2 separate regions of the Ovis aries genome follow, and region 2 is linked to region 1. Evidence: chromatin contacts called from public Hi-C data. All regions are on one chromosome and are shown on one strand. Each heading gives the region's core, a stretch centred on a gene start, on an enhancer-like site or on the middle of the called end of the contact. The rest is flanking DNA. Distances are from core to core; before and after follow the strand shown.

Evidence for each region. Hi-C and Micro-C count contacts between places; a contact is called where the count stands out from the background.
Region 2: a contact with region 1 is called in a Hi-C map of mixed tissues, with 2.5 times the contacts expected there. The contact joins the promoter of CAT here to the enhancer-like site in region 1. A contact is called at or near these places in 2 of 16 Hi-C or Micro-C datasets (liver and mixed tissues).

The regions. Positions count from the first base shown.
Region 1 is chr15:63,750,720-63,756,706 of ARS-UI_Ramb_v3.0, reverse strand. It overlaps LOC114118450 (a long non-coding RNA gene), which reads left to right. Exons shown (of 6, transcript XR_009596663.1): 5 at 1-31; 6 at 1,041-2,259. Among named protein-coding and RNA genes, the nearest start is that of ABTB2, 9.1 kb to the right of the region's middle. Within about 2 kb of position 3,201, at least 6 of the 54 cell types and tissues checked have an H3K27ac peak or open chromatin away from gene starts, as enhancers often do.
Region 2 is chr15:63,786,330-63,792,880 of ARS-UI_Ramb_v3.0, reverse strand. It overlaps CAT (catalase), which reads right to left and starts at 4,988. Exons shown (of 12, transcript XM_060400055.1): 1 at 527-4,988. It overlaps LOC114118450 (a long non-coding RNA gene), which reads left to right and starts at 5,171. Exons shown (of 6, transcript XR_009596663.1): 1 at 5,171-6,551.

The sequences.
Region 1 (5,987 bases), core at 1,952-4,451:
TGAGCCAGGCCTGGAGCAGGGAAAGTATGAGGTGAGACTGGGGGTGAGGGTATCAGGTCTGTTCATGAGCTACTTCCAACCAAGTATTGGGTTGGCCAAAAAGTTCGTTCCAGTTTAACCTGAGTGAACTTTTTGGCCAACCCAATACATTGTTTTAAGAACAGTCATGCATGAAACAGGTGAGAGCACTACGTGGGAAATGAAAATAGGCTAGACTACTAGGGGTAGTTTCATGGGGAAGCGGGAGTAGGGACTCTGGTGAAAGATTTAGGTGGGAAAGTTCCTCACAGTGTCGTTTACACCGCAAACAGACAAGGAGAAACACAGAAAAGAAGAACAGAAGGAAGGAAAGAAAAAGACAAGAGGGAGGGAGGGAGGACAGGGGAAAAGAAAGGAGAAAAAAAGACAAAATGAGAAAGGAAAAGAGAACGGAGGAAGGAATGAAGAAAGAAAGACCACAATAAAAAGCCTCAATGAAGAAAAAACACAATAGAAAGCCTTAATAAAGGGCTAGCTGAAGAAAGTAAGGCCCGCCATGCAATAGAATGTTACTCAGTCATTTTAGAAGGCTGCAGTAAAATGCAGGACTAGCTTGTAAAGATGACCATGATATTTTGTAGAACTTACTTGTTACATAAACCCATTTGTGTGAAAAGAGAAAAAGTAGTGAGTGTTCGTAGAGAGGTGTGTGTGTTAAGCTTAAGGAAAATTCTGAATGCCCAACAGTTAAGAGGCATGAACCTGAAAGAATAAACAAAGGACTTTCACTTCCTACTTTGTAAACTTTAAGTGATGGTTTTACAGTTACTTTCATTTTATTTTTCTAAATACAAATTTTAAATATAGAAAAATATGTTAATATTTTAAAAGGTGCTATCCTAAACTGCTAATATAAACTTTAAAGGCATCTTTCTTCTAGCTTTGCTTGGGGTGGTGATGACTTAAAAACCAAAACCCATACACAGGAAAAATAATTACTAGAGAGTTACTCCCTTCAATATCCTATTGATAAATGTTTGGGTGTATTGGCTTTATTTCAGAAACTAAGAAAACAGAGTAACAGTAATGGTTCATCCTGACACCATGGAGATTTTCACGTCGGAGGGGAAGCTGCTGCTACTGCTAAGTCGCTTCAGTCGTGTCCAACTCTGTGCGACCCCATGGACGGCAGCCCATCAGGCTCCCCCGTCCCTGGGATTCTCCAGGCAAGAACACTGGAATGGGTTGCCATTTCCTTCTCCAGTGCATGAAAGTGAAAAGTGAAAGTGAAGTCGCTCAGTTGTGTCCAACTCTTAGCGACCCCATGGACTGCAGCCCACCAGGCTTCTGTCCATGGGATTTTTCAGGCAAGAGTACTGGAGTGGGGTGCCATTGCCTCCTCCGGGAGGGGAAGCTAGTACCTAGTAAAGTGTACTCTGAACCCCATAACCTAAGGAGAGCCCACATGTGGAAGTGTCTTTTTGGCCTTAGAGATGTATTTTGTGAGCCCAGGGGATATTTCTCAGTGTGAAACTAGCCAGACTCATAAGAACCGTCCCGTTAGCACAGTGGATAAGAATCTGCCTGCCAGGGCAGGGGATACGCAGGTTCAGTCCCTAGTCCGGGAGGATTCCACATGCTGAGGAGCAGCTAAGCCCGTATGCCACAGCTGCTAAGCCCTAGAGCCTGTGCTCCACAGCGAGAACCCACTACATGACAAGCCAGCACGTCACAACTAGAGTAGCCCCTGCTCTCCACAACTAGAGAAAGTCTTTGTGCAGCGATGAAGACCCAGTGTAGCCAAAAATAAATAAATAAATGAATGGAGCAGTGTGAACATGTAAAAACAAGAATGGTCCCTTAAGTACTGTTCGAAACCACTGTGTCAGGTCAGCAAAGACTTAGATGAACATTACTCAGTGTCATGATACTTGAGATTTGCTTAAAAAATATTGGAGCCGGGGAAGTAGGTGACAGTGTAAACAAGGTTGACCATAAATTGATAATTATTAAAGTTGGATAATGAGTACATGGGGGTTCATTATAAAATTGCATTTTTAATATATTTGGAATTTTCAATAACAAAAAGGTTTTTTAAAGTGTTTAATGAAGATCATTCAAGTAGAAGTCACAAATCTTGGTTATTAATCTTGGTTATTCATCAGGTTTTTGATCCTGATTTGTTTGTTGACCAAATTGAAGCAAGAAATTTTATGTGCTTCAGGGTTCATCTATAATACAGAGTTCATCCCTGAAATCCAATAAACTCTTCAATTCTAAGTTGGTTTCTTACTTTGGTTCAGAGTGCTTTTAAAGAGGACTCAAATAGCAGATTTCCTGGCTGTGATTAGGCAATTTCACTGTCAAGGCCTGGGTTCAATCTCTGGTTGGGGAACTAAGATCCTACAAGTTGAGCGGTGAGGCCAAAAAATAAATAAAACAGACTAAAATAGAGGCTCAATTTTTAACCCATTGGTGTTAAGATATATTCCCATCATATTTGTAGCCTTAATTGTCTGCAAATGAATTCAGCAATAAAAAGCCTAAGGAGACCACAGTCTGAACTCTGAAAATCATTTATTCCAGTCCCACCTATAAATCAGCTATCCCTGGGCTTGGAGTTGCCCTTCCTTAAGGACAGACAGAGACATCTTCAAACTTTGGAAGAAATTCAGCAGTAGGAATAGCTGTTTGGTCCCGGATCTACCCACTCAGGAGATTTTAAACTTAAAAAAAATAAAATTAAGATCCAGTTCATGATTAAAGAACTAGACTTTTTAAGAGAAAGCTTTTAGCAAAATGAACGAGAGTGCCGCCTGCTGGGAACAGAACTTCCTAAGGCGCATACTGAAGAGTGTTTCCTGGGCCCCACCCTGTTTGAATCACCTGAGAGCCACTGGTTAAAATGGAATGTTCTAGGCTCTAGACCTGTTGTATCAGAGTCCCGGAAGGTGGGGCTCAAATATTTATACTTTATACAAGAGACAAATGCCTTAGTTCCCAAACTTGCCTGATAAGAATCATCTGGGAATGCTTGTTTAAAATACTTTCACCTGAATCACACTCCAGGCTTATAGAATGAGGACATCCAAAATAGGCCCTGATAGGAATCAGCTGGGGCAGGAGGGCGAGAGCAATAGGTGAGGGAGATTAGGCGGTACAAGCATCCAGTTACAAAATAAATGAGTCAAGGGGGGGTGAAATGCCCAGCATGGAGAATACAGTTGATAATACTGTAATAACTTTGTATGGTGACAGATGGCGACTAGACTTATCGTGGTGACGGTTTATAGAAACACTGAATCACTAGATTGTGAACTTAGGACTAATAGAGTGTTGTTTCAGGTCAGTATCAGTTCAGTTCAGTCGCTCAGTCGTGTCCAACTCTGTGCGACCCCATGAATCGCAGCACGCCAGGCCTCCCTGTCCATCACCAACTCCCGGAGTTCACTCAGACTCACAGCCATCGGATCAGTGATGCCGTCCAGCCATCTCATCCTCTGTCGTCCCCTTCTCCTCCTGCCCCCAATCCCCCCCAGCACCAGAGTCTTTTCCAATGAGTCAACTCTTTACCTGAGGTGGCCAAAGTACTGCAGCTTCAGCTTTAGCATCATTCCTTCCAAAGAAATCCCAGGGCTGATCTCCTTCAGAATGGACTGGTTGGATCTCCTTGCAGTCCAAGGGACCCTCAAGAGTCTTCTCCAACACCACAGTTCAAAAGCATCAATTCTTCGGTGCTCAGCCTTCTTCACAGTCCAATTCTCACATCCGTACATGACCACAGGAAAAACCATAGCCTTGACTAGACGGACCTTAGTCGGCAAAGTAATGTCTTCAATTCAAATACATACGTACATACATACATACACACACAGTATGGAGAATGGGAAATCACCTGAGAAAGCTTGTTTCAAATACTTTTACTTTTTCCAGGCTAACTGAATCAGGAACTCCAGGAAAGGTGACTGAGACTTTAAATGTGTAGTAAGAATGCCAGATGAATCTTAAGAGATGAATGTTTAGTAAATATAGCAAATTTAAGCGTCATTTCATACTGTTCATGGGGAAGAAAAGCTATGATCAACCTAGACAGCATATTAAAAAACAGAGACATTACTTCACCAACAAAGGTCCGTCTAGTCAGAGCTATGGTTTCTCCAGTAGTCATGTATGGATGTGAGAGTTGGACTATAAAGAAAGCTGAGCATCAAAGAGTTGATGCTTTTGAACTGTGGTGTTGGAGAAGACTCTTGAGAATCCCTTTAACTGCAAGGAGATCCAACCAGTCCACCCTAAAGGAAATTAGTCTTGAATATTCATTGGAAGGACTGATGCTGAAGCTGAAACTCCAATACTTTGGCCACCTGATGTGAAGCACTGACTCACTAGAGAAAACCCTGATGCTGGGAAAGATTGAAGGCGGGAGAAGGGGATGACAGAGGATGAGACGGTTGGATAGCATCACCAACACGTGTGATGGACATGAGCTTGAGTAGGCTCTGGGAGTTGGTGATGAACAGGGAAGTGGTGCAGTCCATGGGGTCTCAAAGAGTCGGATACGACTGAGCGACTGAACTTACTGAAAAGTCATACTTAACTCTAGATATGTTCCATGCCAAGACGGAACAGCACGATTGCAGTTCATTGATAACTGGTGTATAGAACATCCAGATGGGGGATTTGGCAACACTTCCTGGGTTTTCTGTCCTGTAGCTATAATTCAGCCTTGTAGCTGGAAGTTTCAGCCCATCCCTTAAAATTCTTGCCTTTAACACCTTGATGGCTGCATCTCTAATCACAGCTATCACATCTAAGATACCAGCTGCCTACAGAACTCCCCCTTGGAGAGATACCTCCCACATCTTGTTTACTTTGTCAGCTTTTTACTTGCGCCTGTGCCCTCACGCACACCACCTCCTTTCGCCCTGTGGACCAGTGCCCTAGGCTTATATTTACCTTTGGAATAGTACTTGCGTTCAACAGAATCATCAAATTCCAGCTTTGTGCAGGGGTCAGATGAACATTGACCTGTTCTGGGGTTTATCTGGATTCATTCCAAGGGTCTTGCCCTACCACCACTGCCTGAGCAGATACATAAACAATGGAGCTGCCTTTTCTGCTTCAAGTTAAATAAAAAGTCCCAGTCACTTTACAGCAACTCTGTAAAGGCAGGCTGGAGGTCTCCGCCCAGCTAAGCCAGAGATATACTAGGTCAAAACCATATAAACAGAGTCTTAAATAAAATACTGCATCGTGAATATAGTAGAGAGAGAGACAGAGTACAATACTTCCCAAACTTTACCACCGAATCCTTTTCCACAGACCATCTCATGAGACTCTTTAGCATAACATGCTTTGGAAAAGCGTATTATTTTTCCCCTTCCTTAGTCAACTTGGGGTCCTTCATTTCAAGCGATCTGTATGTCTGTTTTTTTTTTTGTCTATTTAATTTTATTTTTTACAAGTAGACATTTTTATTTGGAAAGTTTGGGCACTATCATGTACAAAAACACCAAAACTTCTTCTTAAATTGAAATACAGTTGATTTGTAAAGTTACGTTAGTTTCGAGTATACAGCAAAGCGATTCATTTATATACACTTACATATCTTTTTCAGATCCTTTTCCCTTATAGGTTATACAAAATATTGAATATCCTTCCCCATGATGTACAGTAGGTCCTTATTGGTTCCCTGTTTTCTATATAGTAGTGTGTGTTAATCCCAAACTCCTTACTTATGCCTCCCTCACCACGTTTGTTTTCTAGGTCTGTGGGTCTGTTTCTGTTTTGCCTGTCTCTTTGGTACTGAGGTCCGGAAAAATGATACCTGTGTCCGGAATGGGCTACCTTGGGTCACAAGACACAGAAGGATGACCTCACGGTTTCTACACCATCAGTGCTTGTTCAATAACTGAGTGCTCTGCTTGAAATTCAGCTGCCACCAGCTGTTCTGCTAACCATGGCACACTCATCTGTCTACCAGCGTCTTTTTCAGCTCTTCTGGCATT
Region 2 (6,551 bases), core at 3,739-6,238, 34 kb before region 1:
AAATGAAGGATGATTGATCCCCTAAGTAAAAGATTCCTTTACTCTTAGCAGTAGAAACTACAGCAGTCACAGTACTAGAAAGAAAATGAACAAAAAAGGTTGTTTCCACAAGAAATGCAAACATACGTGCACAAGACGTTATTCAGTCACCTCTTCTCCAGCCCCCTGAATGTCGGCAATGTTACATCAGTGCAGCTATTACCAAGTTTACCCTAAAAAATACATAAACCCTCAAAGGTTCTGTCTTGTGACTCATTGACAGGAATGCATGGTCTAAAATCCAACTTCTCTTCCAAGTAATAATGAACTGTTTAAAAAGGAAAGGCTCGAAATGCTCAAATTCTCCAGTTTTTAAGGGATGGCATTCTAAGCAATAAACAAAGTTTCCATCAAGTTCCATTCAGAAGGACTGGAAAGAACCTGGAGAACCACCTCCCTTCCCTAAACCTACTCTGAGAGAAAGAAAAATAAAGATTTTTAAGAAGATCCAAGTCATACCTATGAACGTATTTGATTTGTCACTCACCTGGTCCCAATTCACTTGTCAGCAATGAAAATGCCCACAAGGAGAGACGCCCCATAAATTGTTTTCATGCTGGCTGATCTCGGTTCCAAAGGAGGAGACACCCAGCACGACGTTCAGCATCCGGTTTTTGAGGGAGGAGATGGCAGGGTGCCATCCAGCAGCAGTTCCACAACTTAAAGCGTTCACAGTCCAGAACAAATATAAACAAAGTGGGTGGTGGAAGGCAAGATACTGATGCAGAACTGCCCACTTATTTTTTAAAAAAGCACTTGCCAAGCAAATGAAGAGTTGAAAAAAAAAATACTACACTTTACTGTCATACATTTCTAACAGAAAGAATATTTTAAAAGTCCAACATACCCTTTTGAAAGAGATTATGCCTGTTTGCCCATCAGCACATCAGAAGAAAATGGCTAGAGAGATTGTCACACATGGAAAGTATGTTTGGACACAATATAGAAGGGTTGGCGGCTGTCACCCAGCCTCGCTCACAGCGGGTGCAGCCATGTGACAGGGTTTTAGACAAAGGAATGCAGGCAGAAGTGACATACACCACTTCCAGCCTGGCATCTAAACCTCCCCCATACTCTCCTCCACGCTCTTAATCGTCTGTGACCAGACAGTGCTGTGGAGGGCAACATTAAGAAACCACATGTTGCCACAGGAGAAGCCTCCTTCAGCCTGCAGCCTTGGGGAACTGTGGGCTGCCGAGGACTCGCTACCTCCTTCTGCAACCTCAAACCATTCTGGCTAATCACGTAAGAGAGAAATAAACTTCTTACAGGTTTATGCCGTTATACACTTTGGGATGTATTATTACAGCATGTAGCCCATGCGTGACTGTTGTTAAAACATGGGCTATGAATCAAGGATAGTAAAACAAACAATCCAATGTTTTAAAGGACAAAAAACTTGAACAAATCCAGTAAAGAAATACGTATGTGTGTATTAGTCAGTCATGTCTGACTCTTTCTGATCCCATAAACTGTAGCCCACTAGACTCCTCTGTCCATGAATTCTCCAGGCAACAATACTGGAGTGGGTTGCCCTTTCTGCTTCCAGGGGATCTTCCTGACCCAGGGATCGAACCCAGGTCTCCTGCATTGCGGGCAGATTCTTTAGCATCTGAGCCACCAGGGAAGAAATATTGTATACCAGAGGTCAAATAGGCACATGAAAAGATGCATCACTGGTCATCAGAGCAAGGCAAATATCACTTCTTATTCACCAGAAAGGCTAAACTTAAAAGAATGACAATCCCAAAGGATGGCAGGATGTGGACCAATGTAACTCTCAAACACTGTTGACAGAAGTGTAAAATGGTAAACCACATCAGAAGAAGGCTTAGGAATTTCTCATAAGACATTCACTTGCCTTATCACTTACTCGGCAATTCTATTCACAGGCATTTTTTAAGAGAAATAAAAGTATATGTGCACAAAAAGACTTATATAAGACTGTTTATAGAAACTTAATTCATAACAGCCACACACTGGGAATAGTCCAGGTGCCCAACAACAGGATAAGGACACGGTGCTCTAATCAGACAATGGTGCTCTAATCAGCAGCAGTACTAGTACTCAGCAACACATGCAATGACAGGAACGAATCCTAAAACATTTTTAAAAAATCTTAAAACATATTTGCTGAATGAAAGCAGTGTTACAAAAAAGTTCCTAAATCAATGGTTAAAAAGCAAAATCATCAGTGGTTGCCTGGAGCAGAACTGCAGGAGAAGCAGGGAAAGATGGGAAATGGCATGAGGAAACATTCCAGGGTGATGAGAATCGTCTACATCTTGATAAAAGAACCAGATTCACAGGTGTTTATATTTATCAAAAAGCACAGATTGGTACACTTCATATTTGTATATTTTTGTATATAAATTTTGCCTTAAAAACATGAATTAAACAATGAATTCTGGTAATTTGCATCAAGTCTACTGATGTCTACAACATACCCTGAAGTGCCCCTCCAAAACACAGGTTAAGGGATGAATGAAGGGACAGACAGATATGGAATAACATGTTAAAAGAAATTTTTAAAAATGTGGTGGGTATATAGGCATATACTACACAATTTTTCTCACTTTTCTGAATGTTTAAAAATTTTCCAAAGAAAGCATTAGGAAATTACAAAGGGTATGGACAGATGCAAAATTCCTTTGGGAAGTGGGCAGTCTCCTATAAAAATACGCAGCTTTCACTCAGAGCAGCTCAAGTCAGGAGAAACAAGACACCAATGTGCCTGCCAATCAGGACAATGTAAACAGCGCACTGAGATGCATGGGCAGAGGAGACGGAAGTATTTCAACTAGGGGTCCCCAGATTATAGATACACTTTGCAGGCCAGCTGTTTCTCACATGGGTGACCATGTAGGGCAAGTCACCAGCAAGATCTTAATGATTTAACAACAGTTAATGATTCTCCCGAACAGTGACAAGGCAAGCTAGTCTCAACGGAGCCCTTCCAAAAAAATGAATTTTGTTTTATGCGAAACTCACTTGCCCATATTTTTTCCAATTCACCGAGGATTCATGAAAGCCTCCGTGTGAACCAAGATGCAGCAACCACTGGGCATACAGAGAGTCCTGGCTCTAGGAAGCAGAGTCTAATCTTCACTCTGCCACTGACTAGCCACTTGTCCTTGACTGATAAGATGCTAAGTCTCTCTGGTTCACTTTGCCTAAGAACTCATGAAAAGCCAAAACCCTAGTAGCACATAATAAGGAACAAAATGAGAAAAGAGATTTTCCAGGCCCTCTAAAGAGAATGGTAGCCTTCTCACAAACAGGGAACTACAAGGTAACCCATGAGCACTCAGCATTAATCCTAATTCATGAACACTAACCCGGTCTTAAGGAAGAGCACTAAATGGGTACCCTGTCACTACCTAGACGGGTGGCATGAGGTGGGAGGGAGGTTCAGGAGGGAAGGGACATATGCTTGCCTATGGCTGATTCATGGTGATGTATGGTAGAAACCAACACAATATCGTAAAGCAATTAACCTCCAATTAAAAATGAATTTTAAAAAGAAGAAAGAGCGAAGATGAGGAAAGCATGACTCTAGTCCTCTCTGCCATTAACCAGCCGCCATGGGAACCGGGCAAGTCCCGAAGACTCTCTAGGCCAATTTGACAAAAGAAGACTCAAAACAGAAGTGCTCCCATCCCACTCAACCTGCTCACAGATGCCCTTTAATGCTCTGCATCCTAGGGGTACAGGCCAGGAATGACTGGCCAACCACTACAGGGCTGAATTCCTACTCAGCTGTAAAGCTCTTGTTCAGATGTCACCTGCTTTGAGAAGCCTGCCAACCAGGTCAGTCACTCCCTTTACACTCAGCAGATAACCTATATCAGCGCCCTGGCCACGGTGGAAGGTAACCATCTATTCACCTGTCTTGTCTCCCAAACTTGACTTTGAGCTTTCGGCCTCACTGGAATTTGCTCCACTTGCCCCAGCGCTGTGCCTAGCACACGCTGGCACTCAAAGCATAGGTGTAAATAAATGCATTAATTAATCACTAAGGTCACTTTTAGCTCTAAAATGCTAGACGATGTTTTTAAGTGCAAAAGAAATCATGGGTATAAAAATTCTTTTATTTAGCTGTTTAATGCTGTATGTGCGCTTCCCTGGTGGCCCAGATGGTAAAGAATCTGCCTGCAACACGGGAGACCTGGGTTCCATCCCTGGGTCGGGAAGATCCCCTGGAGAAGGGAATGGCAACCCACTCCAGCATTCTTGCCTGGATAATTCCATGGACAGAGCAGTCTGTCTGTGGGCTACAGTTCATGGGGTTACAGAGAGTCGGACACGACTGAGCAACTAACACACAAACAATGCTTTATGTTCAGTGCTGGGGACATGGAGATGATAAAAGACGTTTCCTGCCCCCAAGACACCCCCCACCCCAAATACGAAAGCTGGTAGTTATTGTTTGAGCGAGGGCAAAGCTAGAGCCTGCTCCTGCTTCCCCGTCACTTCCTTTCTTGCAGCTGCAGCTCTCTGCCTCTTTCCCCATAAGCCTTCACTGCTGCCTCAAACTGCAACCTCTGTCCCAGCTGGCAAAGGCGCAAAACTGTAAGCCAACCACCCACGACCTGCAGCCTACCACAAATCCTGCAGGACCGCTGCCCCCGGGGCCCAGAACCCTCTCCCCTCCCGCCCGCGAATGTAACAGCCCAACCAGACGGAAAGGAAGCACACGCACACCCCTAGGCCCCCCGCGATCGATGGTACAGCCCTCCCTCCCCAGAACCTCCGCGCTGGGGCAGCAGGGGCCGTTACTTGAGGACACCCAGCTTCCTACGCGGACCGTAGGGCCGGCTCGGAGAGCGCAGGGTGTACCTGCGCGGCCCTCTGCTCCTTCCAATGTTTCATCTGGTCGCTGGCTGGATCCCGGTTGTCCGCCATGGTGTCTGAGCGGCGCTGCAGAACTTTGCAGGTGGGCTCGGCTCACGCGTCTCCAGCGCCGCAGCTGAAATAGGCGACTTCAGACTCCGCCACTCAGCTCCGCCCCCCCATCCCGCCCCCTCGGCAGGGCCGCCACCTGATTGGCCACTTGAGCTCCAGGCGGAATGGGATTGGAAGCCAAGTAGGGGCAGGGCTGAGGAGCAAGGACTCGGGGAGAGGAGAGGCTGGGGAGAGATAGGAAAAGGAACGGCGCCTCCTCACCTCCGACCCCCAAACTCCAGATTAACTAATTTGGGTTTGGCCCCCGCGTACCCGGATGTGACTGTCTCCTCGGCTTATCAGTATCCTTCAGGGTGCCCTGGGAGGTAGCGGTTGGTGGTCTGCCAGTTTTTTTGAGGGAATGCTTAGGCCCTGCTGGGTGGGGCTTTGAACTCTGGTAACATGCTCTCAGCTCTTAAAAAGCAGAGAAAAAGAAATCCACCGTTGAGTTCCTCTGTGCAAAATGAAGGTTTGTCATGCTCCAATGTTAATAATTTTGTTTACAACTGAAAGGATTGGTGGAATTTGGAATAAATGCAAATACTGGTTCTATATTTAAGTATGACCAGTGATCACACTCGCAAATGTCGCATAATTTTTCTTTGTCAAAGATTAGAGATGACATGTATACACTGCTATACAATGATATGTATACATTTAAAAATGGTTAGCCAACAAGGATCTGCTGTATAGCCCAGGGAACTCTGCTCAGTGTTATGTGGCAGCCTAGATGGGCCTGTAATCTGGGGGAAAATGGATAGGTGTGTATGTATGGCTGAATCTCTTTGCTGTCCACCTTAAACTATCACAACAATGTTGGTTGGCTATACTCCTGTATAAAATAAAAAGCTTTTAAAAATAAAAGTAAAAAGCACAGAAAAGTGAAATATTTGCAAGATCTAAATCTTAATAGTCTAAAATACGTAGGACAAAAACTCAGTCCTTTAGATTCCCTTTTTGGTTTAGAAGTTCCCCTTTTTGAGTGTCTGCTATGTGCTGGACACTGCTGATGGTTGCCAAACTCTACCACTTAATCTTCACAACAAAAAAAAATATAAAGGTCAGTGAAGTCTCCCCACCATGACAGACTATAAACAAGCATGAAGAGGTTGGCTTGCTCCTGATGTAGAATAATTAACTAAGTTAAATAAGATGTCCAAACCCACTATTTATTAACAGAAATGCTGCCTTAGAGTTTAGGAAATGTCTTCCCTAAGTCAATGTGACTAATTTTTGAGGTGTTTGAGCAATGCATTTTAATAAGTGAAATAACAATGTATTTTGTGATATTCCAGAAGAAAATTGCTCGAGTTCAACAGTGCAAAAATGGCTTATTCTATGAAAATATCTTCAATTGGTGTCTTACTCTTGTCAAGACGTTTAAATTAGGTAAAGTGTGAAAAGAGACTTGGTTATACCCAGCTAGAGAGATTGTTTACAAAGTCTGAGACTTGGCATAATAAAGCTGGGGGAAAATGGTCCTCCCAGACCTCAATAGAGATCTGTACTCCTACTACTTCTCATCCTGAGGCCACGTTATTGCTCTTTTCTTCCACTGTGTGAACCTC